Regions from separate parts of the Rattus norvegicus genome. Here region 1 is linked to region 2. The links are chromatin contacts, called in public Hi-C maps. All regions are on one chromosome and are shown on one strand. The core of a region is the stretch at or near the end of the contact, and the rest is flanking DNA. Distances in the headings are between cores, read along the strand shown.

Region 1 (5,368 bases), core at 1,791-4,290, 47 kb before region 2:
GTGTGTCAGTCCTGCAGTAACAGCAGGAATGTCTTACTGCTGTGAATTCCTTTTCTGACCCCTTATTGTCCTTAACTGTAAAAACAGAGAACAGGCTTGGGAAATGGCTCACTTGATTGAGGGCCTGCCATCCTAAGCATGAGGTCCGGAGTCCACACAGAACCTGTGTGAAAAGCTGTGGAGGCAGCCTGGGCCTGTAACCCCAACTCTTCCTAGCTGGGGGTGGGGTTGGGGATGGGAGCAGAGCCAGGAAGAACCCCTGAAGCTCATTGGCTGGCCAGCCTAGCTGAATCAATGAGACTGTCTCAAAAAATAAAAGTGGAAAGTATCAACTGGAGTCAACAACCTTGGGTCTCCACAGATGACCATGTGCACTTGCACCCCTTCTCTCTCTCTCTCTCTCTCTCTCACACACACACACACACACACACACACACACACACACACACAGGACTGGGGAAGAGAAAGAACAAAGGGAGCTTGCTTAGCTTGGGAAGTAGGAAAGGGTTGTACAAAGAAGCGATGGGAAAGAGGACATCGTGGTGGGGACTTGTACACATAGACCAAACTCCTGGGAGCTAGTGAAGGTGCACAGAGGTGTGTGCTCAGAAGATTGGCCTGGAGTTGTGGGAAAGGTTAGGCCACTCTCCTGGCTATTGGCTGGGGAGCTACTCAAAGCACTATCTGGCTCTTGTTCCACTCAGGCCTCGGACCTAGAGGTGGGTATCCCGGGGTGAACCTGGGCCTCTTTCCAACCACAAGCCCCAAACATGTTGTTTGAACAAGGACGGTGAGCTTAAGCTAATTACATAGTGGCCAGCAGTCACATGAAGATGTGTTGGCTGTGGTGTCCAGTCCTTAGCAGGCTCTCCCTTGTCTTGCCCGTGCCTCTCCAGTTTCCTTGCACTCAGCACCCCATCCCACCACCTTGGTTTGCTTAGTGGTGATGGTGCCTACATGTTTCTCCCATGCTCCTCTCCTACCAGGTTTGCTGAGTGACCTGCAACTCGTAGGTGACCTTTGGGACCCTCAGATTGCCTCAGGCTCTCTGAGGTTCTCAGGAAGATTTTCTCTGATCTGCTGTTTTTGACTATCAGCCCATGGCAGCACCTGGGACACAAAGGGACTTTGAGCTGTCATCTTTTCTAGAGTGCCCCCTTTGCTACTTGGCCTGACACAACCCATGGTGTCTTCTGTGCGAGCGTGGGGCTCTGCAGAATGTCCATATGTCAAGGCTGTGTGCCTGCCAGACTTCGTGGAGGGATGTGGCTCTCTCAAATAGAACAGTCAGGGTGTTACCCGCACTGGCACGGTTCTGCCATGTTAGCAGTCAGAAAGCTGGTTTTCCTAAACTGCCAGGCCTGCAAGACAAGGTTCTGGTACGGCCTGTCCCATGGAGAGACTTCATGCTTTGGATAATTGTATCACTCTTAAGTTCACACTCTAGCTTTTGAGAAACTTCAGTCTTTATTTTCCTGTCCCCATAGAGATTGAATCCCCAGTTTTATATATGCTAGGCAAGTACTTTTTCCACTGAGCCCCAGCAGTTTTTCTCCATCAGTAATGTCATTAAGTTGCCTAGGCTCTGCTGGAACTTGGGGTTCTCCTGCCCCAGCCTCTCAAAGAGCTAGAATTATAGGCCTTCACTCCCACATCTGTCTCTTAGCCTGAATTATGATCCAGAGTTTCAAACTCATTTGTCCAGTTACTCGTGGAGCTTGGCTTGGAAGAAAGAGTTTACGTGGGTGTGTATGGATGTGTGCCCACATGTACATGTGTGCATATGTGCCTTTGCGTGTACTTTGTACACTATTATATATGAGCCGTTCAGCCGGCACATGGGTCAGTTGCTCCCTTGGATGGAAGTCAGCCGTAAGACGCCCTGTAGGTATACAGGCTGCAGCAGGAACGTTTGTCCCTGTGGTACTTGAACCCTTTAGAAAGCCTGATGCCCTGCAAGAGCAGAGCAGGAGGGAGTAGCGTGTCTGGAGGTGCCTGTGCAGACAGGACTGGTCTCCGGATATAGAGGGGACCGGTAGTTGAACAGGAGGGAATTTGCTCTCCTTCAGGCCTCCCCACAGACTAGGAGCCTGGATAGGATCTGAGTGTGGGCATGGGCTGTCCAGCTGAGGGTGCAGTCTGGGCACATCCACCCTTAATTTCTTTCCTCCTTATACTTTGGACTCAAGCTGGTTCTAACTTGCCTTCAGTGGTTTCCAGCCCTCAAGGAACTGGGGCACAGGGGGCTGAAGGAAGGAGAATGTAGGTGCCTCTCCCTTGTGCTATAGGTGTCTATGCTGGGGAGACAGTACACATCCCCGAGGGAAGCTGTGGCTTCCTCCTTCTGCTCTCTGGGGACACCCTGGCACCTCTCCTGTGTGGTGTTGGGGAGGAGGTGGCTTGGTTGGCTGTTCCTGGTCCCAGTCAGGATCCTCCTACACAGCAGAACTGGAGGTAAATACTGAGTTGCCTTGACAACCAAGCTGAGTCTAGGCTCCAAGCGCTCCTTGGCTAGAGAAGCTTTCATTGTCTCAAGTTTCTAAGATGGGTTTCTATTTTGATTTTTTTTTTTTAATTAGCTAGTATGACTAAGATTGCAAAATGCCTGACCTGGTTCCCGTAATTTCTTAATAAACATTTATATTCCATTTATAGGAGGAACATTTCTATGATTCATTGACTTTTTCTTTTAGGTTGGTGAGGCAGGGTGGGGGCAGCACAGAGGGCACCCCACTGCCGACAGCTGGCACAGCGTAGGTTTTGGAGCACTGGCTGAGGGCCAGAGGCTGGGAGCGCTTACGTAAACACCACACCAGGATTTATTGGCTTTGAGGCTGATTAAGTTCCATGGAAAATTTTGGGGAGCTGCTTCTCTTCTCCTGGAGTGCTCAGATGCCCATAAGTGGAGCTTCCAGAGCCCCCGGGGCCACCTACCTTCCTGCCCAAAGCCAGTCTTCCTGGAGGAGTCTAGGGTGTGAACTAGCTTTACACCTCAGCCATGCCAGTGAGGATTATGTCTGCTATTAAGCTCCGACTGCTTCTTGCAGGCAGCCTGGGTCAGCCGCACCTGGCCGGGCTCTCCTGTCCATACGCCTGGCTGTTGATGGGAATGTCCCTGTGGGAATGGCCAGCCCATGAGTGGACACAACAGTACATTCCCAGGGACTCCTGGTTTGCCAGGGTCTCTACTCTGTCTCACTGTCGGTCACTTTATATATCCTTGCCCCAACAGAGAGCCTGGTGAGTAAGCAGGGAAGCTGGTTCGTCCATTTTCTGACCAGTACTGCTGGTCTAGGTCACCTGGTAGATAGTTTATTCGCTGAGGCTCCCCCCTTATGGTCCTGCAGGGTCAGTCTCGTGGTTTATGCATGTCAAGGGGGCTGGATTGTTTTATGGACTGTTTATTCTGTTTTCAGTGTGGACCTGCCAGGAAGGCAACTCTCTGCAGTTGCCGTGTGTGGCAGGCCCCCAGTCCAGCACCAAAGGAATGTCCAGATTTGCTGTACTGATTTCAGATTCAGGGCTGGTTTTGCTTCCCTCAGTCTAAACATTCCAGCTCTGCCTGCTTTCACTAGGGAGCAGCAGCTGGTCCTCAGCAAGAGGCCTGGCCTAGCCCCTGAGTAGAGGGCTGTCTGGTGTCCCCATCACTGAATGCCTTCCCACCCCTCCTCTGTGTAACTTAGATGCCATCCTCCTAATATGACCGAGGGTCACCTCTTCAAGGATGTTTGCAGAATTGAGGCTTTCGTTCTTTTGTTTTTCAGAATTTTATTTCATAGTGTTAAAAAAAAAAAAAAACAACTAGAGTTTTTAACATTGCGTTGAGGGGTGGGGAAGGGCCCGAGACCTGCGTGTTGTCTGTAAGGCTCAGTGGTGTTGCTGTCTCCGTCCTTGGCCAGTTGTGTGAGGTTTGGCTTCATAGATGGTGTGTTTTAGCACCCTTCTTTAAAAACCTCTCGGTGTTTCATTTTTTAAAAGCTGCTTTTACAGTTACTCGTGTGTGTGTGTGTGTGTGTGTGTGTGTGTGTGTGTGTGTATGCGTGTGCATGCGCGCACTCGTGCACGCACAGTGCACGTCTCACAGCATACACATGAAGGTCAGGGGATAGCCTGGGGGAGTCAGTTCTCTCTACCATGTGGGTTCCAGAAATCAAACTCGACTTACCAGGCTTGGCAATGGGTGTCCTTACCCATTGTGCCATTTTGCTTTGAGGAACGCATTCTATTTGGCAATGCCTTATTGTGTAAACAAAGATAATACAGCTTGTTAGTAAGGAGGCTTGGCCTTGAAGTACAAGTGGGCAGCACACCACCATGCATTCTCATCCTTAGTTCTGGTCTGTCTGGTCAAGATGACCTCTGAAGAGCAGAAGAGAAAATGACTCAAGCATCCAAGAGGGTTTGTGCAGCCCCCCCCCCCCATTCCATCACCCCCTTTTGTGTGTGGGTGTAGCCTGATAAAACAGAATTTCATGTACTGAAGGAGTTTTTTTGGCTTTTGGTTTGTGTGTGTGTGTGTTTTCAAATCAGGGTTTCTGAGTGTAACCAGCCGTAGCTGTCCAGGACTTCCTTTGTAGACCTGGCTGGCCTTGAACTCAGTAATCTGTCTCTGCTTCGGAGTGCTAGGACTAAAGGTATGCATCACCACGCCCTGAATTGTCCAGAAATTTTTAATGCGTGTAAGTATTTTGCCTGTAAGTTCACCATAGGAGTGCAGTACCTTTGGAGACCAAAAGAGGGCTTCAGATTCCCCTAGATCTGGAGCTACAGACGGTTGAGAGCCTCCTTGTCAGTGTTGGGAACTGAACCTCCCTCATCGGTAAGAGCAGCAAGTGGTTTTTAACTACTGAACCTTCTCTTCAGCCCCAAGTCAAGTCCTGCAGTTTTGCTCATGGTTGCCTAGATGTTTTTTGCTGCTTTTCATGTCTCCAGATCCCCATGACCACCCCTGAAGGACCTAACTACAGCAGTAAGAACCTCCAGCTTCCATGAGCGTCCTCGGATTGCTATGGAGACCTCATAGGTATTGAGCTGTGCTCAGATTAGGGAGTGGCAGCCCCATCCCAGGTACAACTCATTTGTTGCTAGGTAACCAAGACCTCTTAAGTTCAGTAAATTGTATTTAGTTGGGCTAGTTTATCAGGAGCAGATGAACTGAAACCTCAAGGCTTGGATAAGGCTTGGTGGGCGGCTGAAGGCCAGTAGCCCACACCATGTCTGTAGTTTTGGACAGTTTCATAGGAGGGGGCAGCAATGCCAGCCTTGCAGAGTGTCTCCACCCAAAGAGAAACAGTCCTGAGTCCAGGTGTGCTCTGGGCTATACTTTACAGAAGTCTTGAGCAAGGGTGTTATTCTGTTCTTCAGGGAA
Region 2 (5,298 bases), core at 185-2,684:
CCTTCCTTCACCCGCATTCCTTGGGCAACTCCATCTGAGACTCTCTGCAGTCCTGAGTGTTTCTTTCTTTTTTTTTCTCTTTTTCTTTTTTTCTGAGCTGGGGACCGAACCCAGGGCCTTGCGTTTGCTAGGCAAGCGCTCTACCACTGAGCTAAATCCCCAACCTGTCCTGAGTGTTTTCTATTATCCCATTGCTGACTGCTGTCCCTTCACGGTCTCCCTGAGGAACTCCTTAGTGGACAGTGGACTTACTGAATCCATTCTCCATGTCTTCACTCAGTATTCACTTGTGTTTACTTCCCCCTTTTCCTGTTTTCCCGAAGCTGAAATAACCATGTGCTTTCAAGTCTCATTCATCTTCTGAAACCTAGACCGTCTGTGTGGTATGTCAGTCTGTCAGGTTCATTTCCATCCTTTCCTCTGTCCCCAAGAAGTACCATGGCCACCTCTGTGTAGTACCCCGCCCCTGTTCAGTTCTTACTGGGCCGCTGATACAGGTAAGGCAGAGCCCTTCTCTGGAGCAGGAGGCCGAGGAAGCTTCCCTAGCTGTGGGAACTATGGGGATGTAGTTGGTTGTGAGGACTGATGGGGTTAGATTCTGTGGGGGAATTTATGGAGGGTTGTAGAGCAGTCTTTGGGGGGCTATGAAGGACTGAATACAAGGGTGAATTGGGAGGGGTCTGTGAATTGGGAGGGGGCCGTAAGAGACAGAGGGAGCTGCATATGTCAGTTTTTGGAGCCATTGAGGATATTTCCCTCTTCAGTCTTCAGGGGCTCCCAGGGACAGTCAGAGTCAAAGGAAGGTCAGAGGGACCAGTTCAGAAAGCCCTCCCAGAACTTCCCAAGGCTCTCATAAATTCCTGGAATTCTGAACTGCTTGCCCTCTGGTGTTTTCTGTGGAAATGGGGAAGGCTGTGATTCATGTCTGGGCTGGTGGTGCCTGTTGGGCTGGGAGACCCAGAGTCATGGGAAGAGGGGTGCTCAAGGCCTGCCACTCCCCAAAAACTGCCTGCAGTGACTTGGGCCCCAGGCTAGCTTTCTCATGGGTAGACCCTACTCCCAGGACAGTGACAGGTTCTCTAGGGCAGTGGTCCCTGGAGATACTCAACCTGGCTCAGACCATCCTCTGGGTCCCCTCTCCCCCTCTCACTTGGTTCCCAAAGCCCCTCTTAGGATTAGAGATGGGAACGTCACTGTCTCCATCTTCCCATTTGATCCATCTGGGGAACTACCACCCTGCTCAAGAGCCACTCTAGATTAAGAGGATGTTGTTTGGGTAATTATAATCGCTGGCAGCATCCTTTGTAAACTCACAGTTGTTTCTGTTGCTGTTTTAAGTTACATTGTTACTATGAGGGGAGAGAGGTTGGTCAGAGGAGGGCAACTGTAGTTCTGGGAGGATGGAACTCAGAAGTCTTAGAAGCAGGAGCTTTTCCGCTGGTGAGTCATCTCTGGCGGATGTTTAAGACCATCAGAGAGAGGGACTGGAGACACACCATTCTCATCTTTAGGGAGAGAACTGAGTACTGACTCTCTCTCTCTCTCTCTCTCTCTCTCTCTCTCTCTCTCTCTCTCTCCTGCCCCCCCCCCCCCGTCCTTCCCTCCCTCTGGCTTGTCTTAACTTCCCCACTCCCCATGACTAGGCTAGGCTGTCTCTGACCCTACCAGTCCTTGTAACCATTACCCCCAGGGTCCTCTGCTTCCTGGCCACACATCCCTCTGTCCTCCATCTGCAAGTGACCTGTAATGAGTCTTTTCCTGTGTTTCAGGCTTTCCCGAGGCTACTGCTGCTCTGTCTTCTCTCCCAGAACACGTTCAGGAGGATGATCTGTTCCAGGGCCTCAAAGTGGAGTGATCCCAGTAGATGACTTTTCAGAAACTCTGAGGTCTACCCTGTTTCAGCATCGGGGACTACAGGACTTTGATATAGGTGTGGTGAAGACTTATGCTGATTCCCTCAAAGGTCCCTTTCCTACTAGATACTCTCAGAAGGTCTGTTTCCTGAAGCAGAGGTGGCCTGTTCCTGAGAGCTCTGAGTGTGTGTTTTGTACATGTATGTGTGTGCCTGTATGTGTGTCCAGCAACGTCCAGCAAGGCCTTGTTACACACGGGGAGGGACAGGTATAAATTACCACCTCGATCTCACTGAGGGGAAGCCATACCACCTCATGGCTGCCACTCTGGCCGCAACTCTGGCTGGTGCAAGACCACAACCTCTGTCTCTGCCTGGGGCCTTGGATAGTTTGAAATGGCTAGAAACTGGTCCATGGGTTCTTTCTTTTAAAAATGCCTTCCTCCTCCCACCCCCTTTCTCTTGTGTGCTTCTGTGGGGCCTGGCAACAGCTTTTAGGAGCTAGTTCTCCTCCATGCGAGTCTCGATCAAACTCACCTAGTCGGGCTTGGCAGGAACACTTTTATCCTCTGAGCCATCTTGCCCAACGAGAACCCACAGTATTTGTTACAGAAAGAGTCACTAGTTTGTTGGGACTGGGAGCTTGATGAGCACGTTCTGATGTGGATGTTGGCATGTTGCTCCCCACTTCCTGCAGGCTCAGCTTCGGTGAATCCCTAGTACGGAGTTGTCACCCCAGCCTCTTGGATGGGTGACTTGGCTGTTCAGCTTTCTTCCACACTCTGCCTTGACTATTAGTCTGCTTATCCTTGTCCCCCAGAGCCAACCCCATTGGGCTTTGGGGTTTGCACAGCAGCTGCGTCCGCCTCCTGGACAGAAGTGGAAACTGGGAAGCAGAGGCAGGCACGGGCGACTCCAGCTGGTGGTGTGGCCCTGAGGGTGGTGATAGGCAGCACTCCTGTGGAAATTATGCTCAAGGTCTGCTAGGAACAGCTCCAGGTCTGTGCATGCAGGTCCCCTCCCCCGCATAGCCTCCTGCCCTATAGATGAATAAACAGGCACACAAGGAGAAACAAGAACTAGCCGTGGAAGACCACGTCTTGGCCTCTCCTGCCCAAGGAGAGGAATTCAGCAGCTGTTCTAAACCTGCATCGTGAGCCCTTGGCTCTCTCAGGGGCTTACCTTGGCAGATAGCAAAGGCAGCCCCAAGCATGGCTCAGAGTCTGAGTTCAGCTTTTATAACCGTAAGTTGGAGAGGAGAGGCTATGACTTCCCCAGACCCAGGGGTTCTTCTGGACAAACTGCTTTTCAAACCTGTGGGGTGGGAGACAAGATAAACTGCATGGTTTTACAGCTTCTGGGCCCCGGGGTATACGGTAGGGGTCAGCTCCTTTCCCGGAGTTCTGTGGATGGCAGGTTTCCTGGTCTTGTTCTCGGGTCTTGTTTTTCTGTTTTGTTTTGTTTTAATGGGTTTTTTTTGGGGCGGGGGGAGCATTTTTCTTTATTTCAGATCCTTTACAAATAAGCAATGGGGTTGTTGGTTTTCTGTCTGGCTACTTTCTGGTGGCAGGGGGGAACATGTCCTTTGGGGGTTCTTGGGCCTAGAGACTCTACGAGTTTTATAGTCCATTTTGTGTGTACCAGGTGGTCGTGGTGATGTAGTCCAGCGGGAATGTCTGTAAAAAGTTCAAAACATGGGATAAAAACGTAAGTTTGTGCACAGTAAGGAGAAAGGAAGTAAGTGAGAAGAAGAGCGGAATGGGAGGGGACCAAGAGCCCAGCAGAAGAGAAGGGTTTTCCTCCTCTAGGTCTTTGGGTCCTATTGCAAACCGGTTTTGAACTATAGGTATGGAAGCAGTGTTTTTCACTAGGGGAGGGCACGAGTCCCTCCGTTGGTAGTGATCAGGAGGTTTGGCTCTGTGTGACAGCTAAAGAGTCAAGCGGATCTTGAATTGTGTTGCTCTGATCTTACATTTCTTTGGTACAGCAGGGCTAACATAATTCTTTGTGCCAGGCTCCAATCCTGGGAAACTGGTGGGCAGTGCGATGAAGAACACTGTAGCTCTTATTACCATGGGTTTAAAGGGGAACAGGGTCTTTTTCTCCTAGTTTAGGATTGGTCAGTTTGAACAAGGATAAGAGAGCCGATTGGCCCACAATTGTGATGGGCATCAGCAGGGGGACCTACTGGCCAGAGGAGGGAGGCGGGGTGGGGGAGGGTGGGGGGAGGGGGTTGGCAGGGAGGGGCCTGCTGGGCCTTTGTTGTTAGCTGCAGACTTCTGTCTTAGGTGAGAAAGAAGCCGGCCATCTTGGAAGTTTGCCATGCTTGTTACCGAGTTGTAGCCCCTCTTCCTATCTGTATGTTAATCGAGGCTCTGTCTATTACTTACTTTGTTCCCCTTCTCAGAGGTCACCCTAACTACTGTTAAAGGTTTTGGAAGCACAGACCTTTCCAGTGGCTTCCAACCTGGAAAAGGGGTTGATGGAAAAGGGGAATCCATTAGAGCCACCAGAGGAAGGTTGGTATAAAGACTGTGATAAAACTTTACAGATGACAGAGACCCATAAAGCCGTCCTGTAGTGACATACTAGGAGCATGTTATGTGAATGAGGTGGCACCTGTAACGTGCAAAAAAAAGAGATAATTTGTACTGCCATAATTCCTATTGATAGGATAGGTGATAGTCGGGGCAGCATTGCCCTTGTTAAAGGAAAGAGCAGGTCTGAAGATCCCCCCCCCTTACCTTGTCCACTGTAAGATGTGAACCATGGGGGAGGCCGCTTGTTTGGCTTGAGAGTTCGAGCAGTGTTTTATCAGCCAGCTTCAATTCTGAGGTCAGCATCTGGCTGTCCTCTATTCCAATCCCTTGGGGAGCATTAACAGACGAAGTTAATGAAGAAGGTTTCTCAACATCATGGTTAGCCCAAGTTTTGTTTAGTGAGGTGAAATGTAATCATACAGATGGCAGGACTGTGTAGCAGAGCCTGCAGGGGGATAAAGTAACTGTGCAATCAGCTGTTTGTCACACTAGACTCTTGAATAAGCAGCAAAGACCTGGAACTTTGTAAGAGAAGTCAACGGAAGTCAGTATCTAATGGACAGTTTAGAGGAGAAATCCAATCCTACTGGTCACCTTTTTTTTTTACAGGATTTCCAGCAATGTTCGTGGATACTGCTGGGTATCCTGTGATTTTGATGGTAGGGTATCTGGTAATCTTATTTACTCAGGTAATAGAGTGGTTATGTGCAGAAGGACACCTTTCCAGAGGGGAAGTATGTGTTATAATTGGTGACATCTTTTGCAGTGTTGAAATGAGCCAAGGTCATGTCTTAGACTTGGGCAATTATTTTTTTCAAGTAGAGAATCTTTAGTGAGATACAGTGATAGTAACGCAGTCCTTTGAGCTATTTCAGACACATACTGCTCATTTCAATTCTGCTTATA

The links. Hi-C and Micro-C count contacts between places; a contact is called where the count stands out from the background.
Region 1: a contact with region 2 is called in a Hi-C map of the A7r5 cell line, with 2.2 times the contacts expected there. The contact joins the promoter of Klf13 here to the enhancer-like site in region 2. A contact is called at or near these places in 3 of 12 Hi-C or Micro-C datasets (the A7r5 cell line, mammary epithelial cells and prefrontal cortex).

What each region holds. Positions count from the first base shown.
Region 1 is chr1:126,946,108-126,951,475 of GRCr8, reverse strand. It overlaps Klf13 (KLF transcription factor 13), which reads left to right and starts at 3,040. Exons shown (of 2, transcript NM_001109147.1): 1 at 3,040-3,240. The coding sequence starts at 3,135.
Region 2 is chr1:126,897,772-126,903,069 of GRCr8, reverse strand. No RefSeq gene overlaps it. Among named protein-coding and RNA genes, the nearest start is that of Klf13, 48 kb to the left of the region's middle. Within about 2 kb of position 1,434, at least 3 of the 93 cell types and tissues checked have an H3K27ac peak or open chromatin away from gene starts, as enhancers often do. A contact at or near this core is called in the A7r5 cell line, where this site is marked.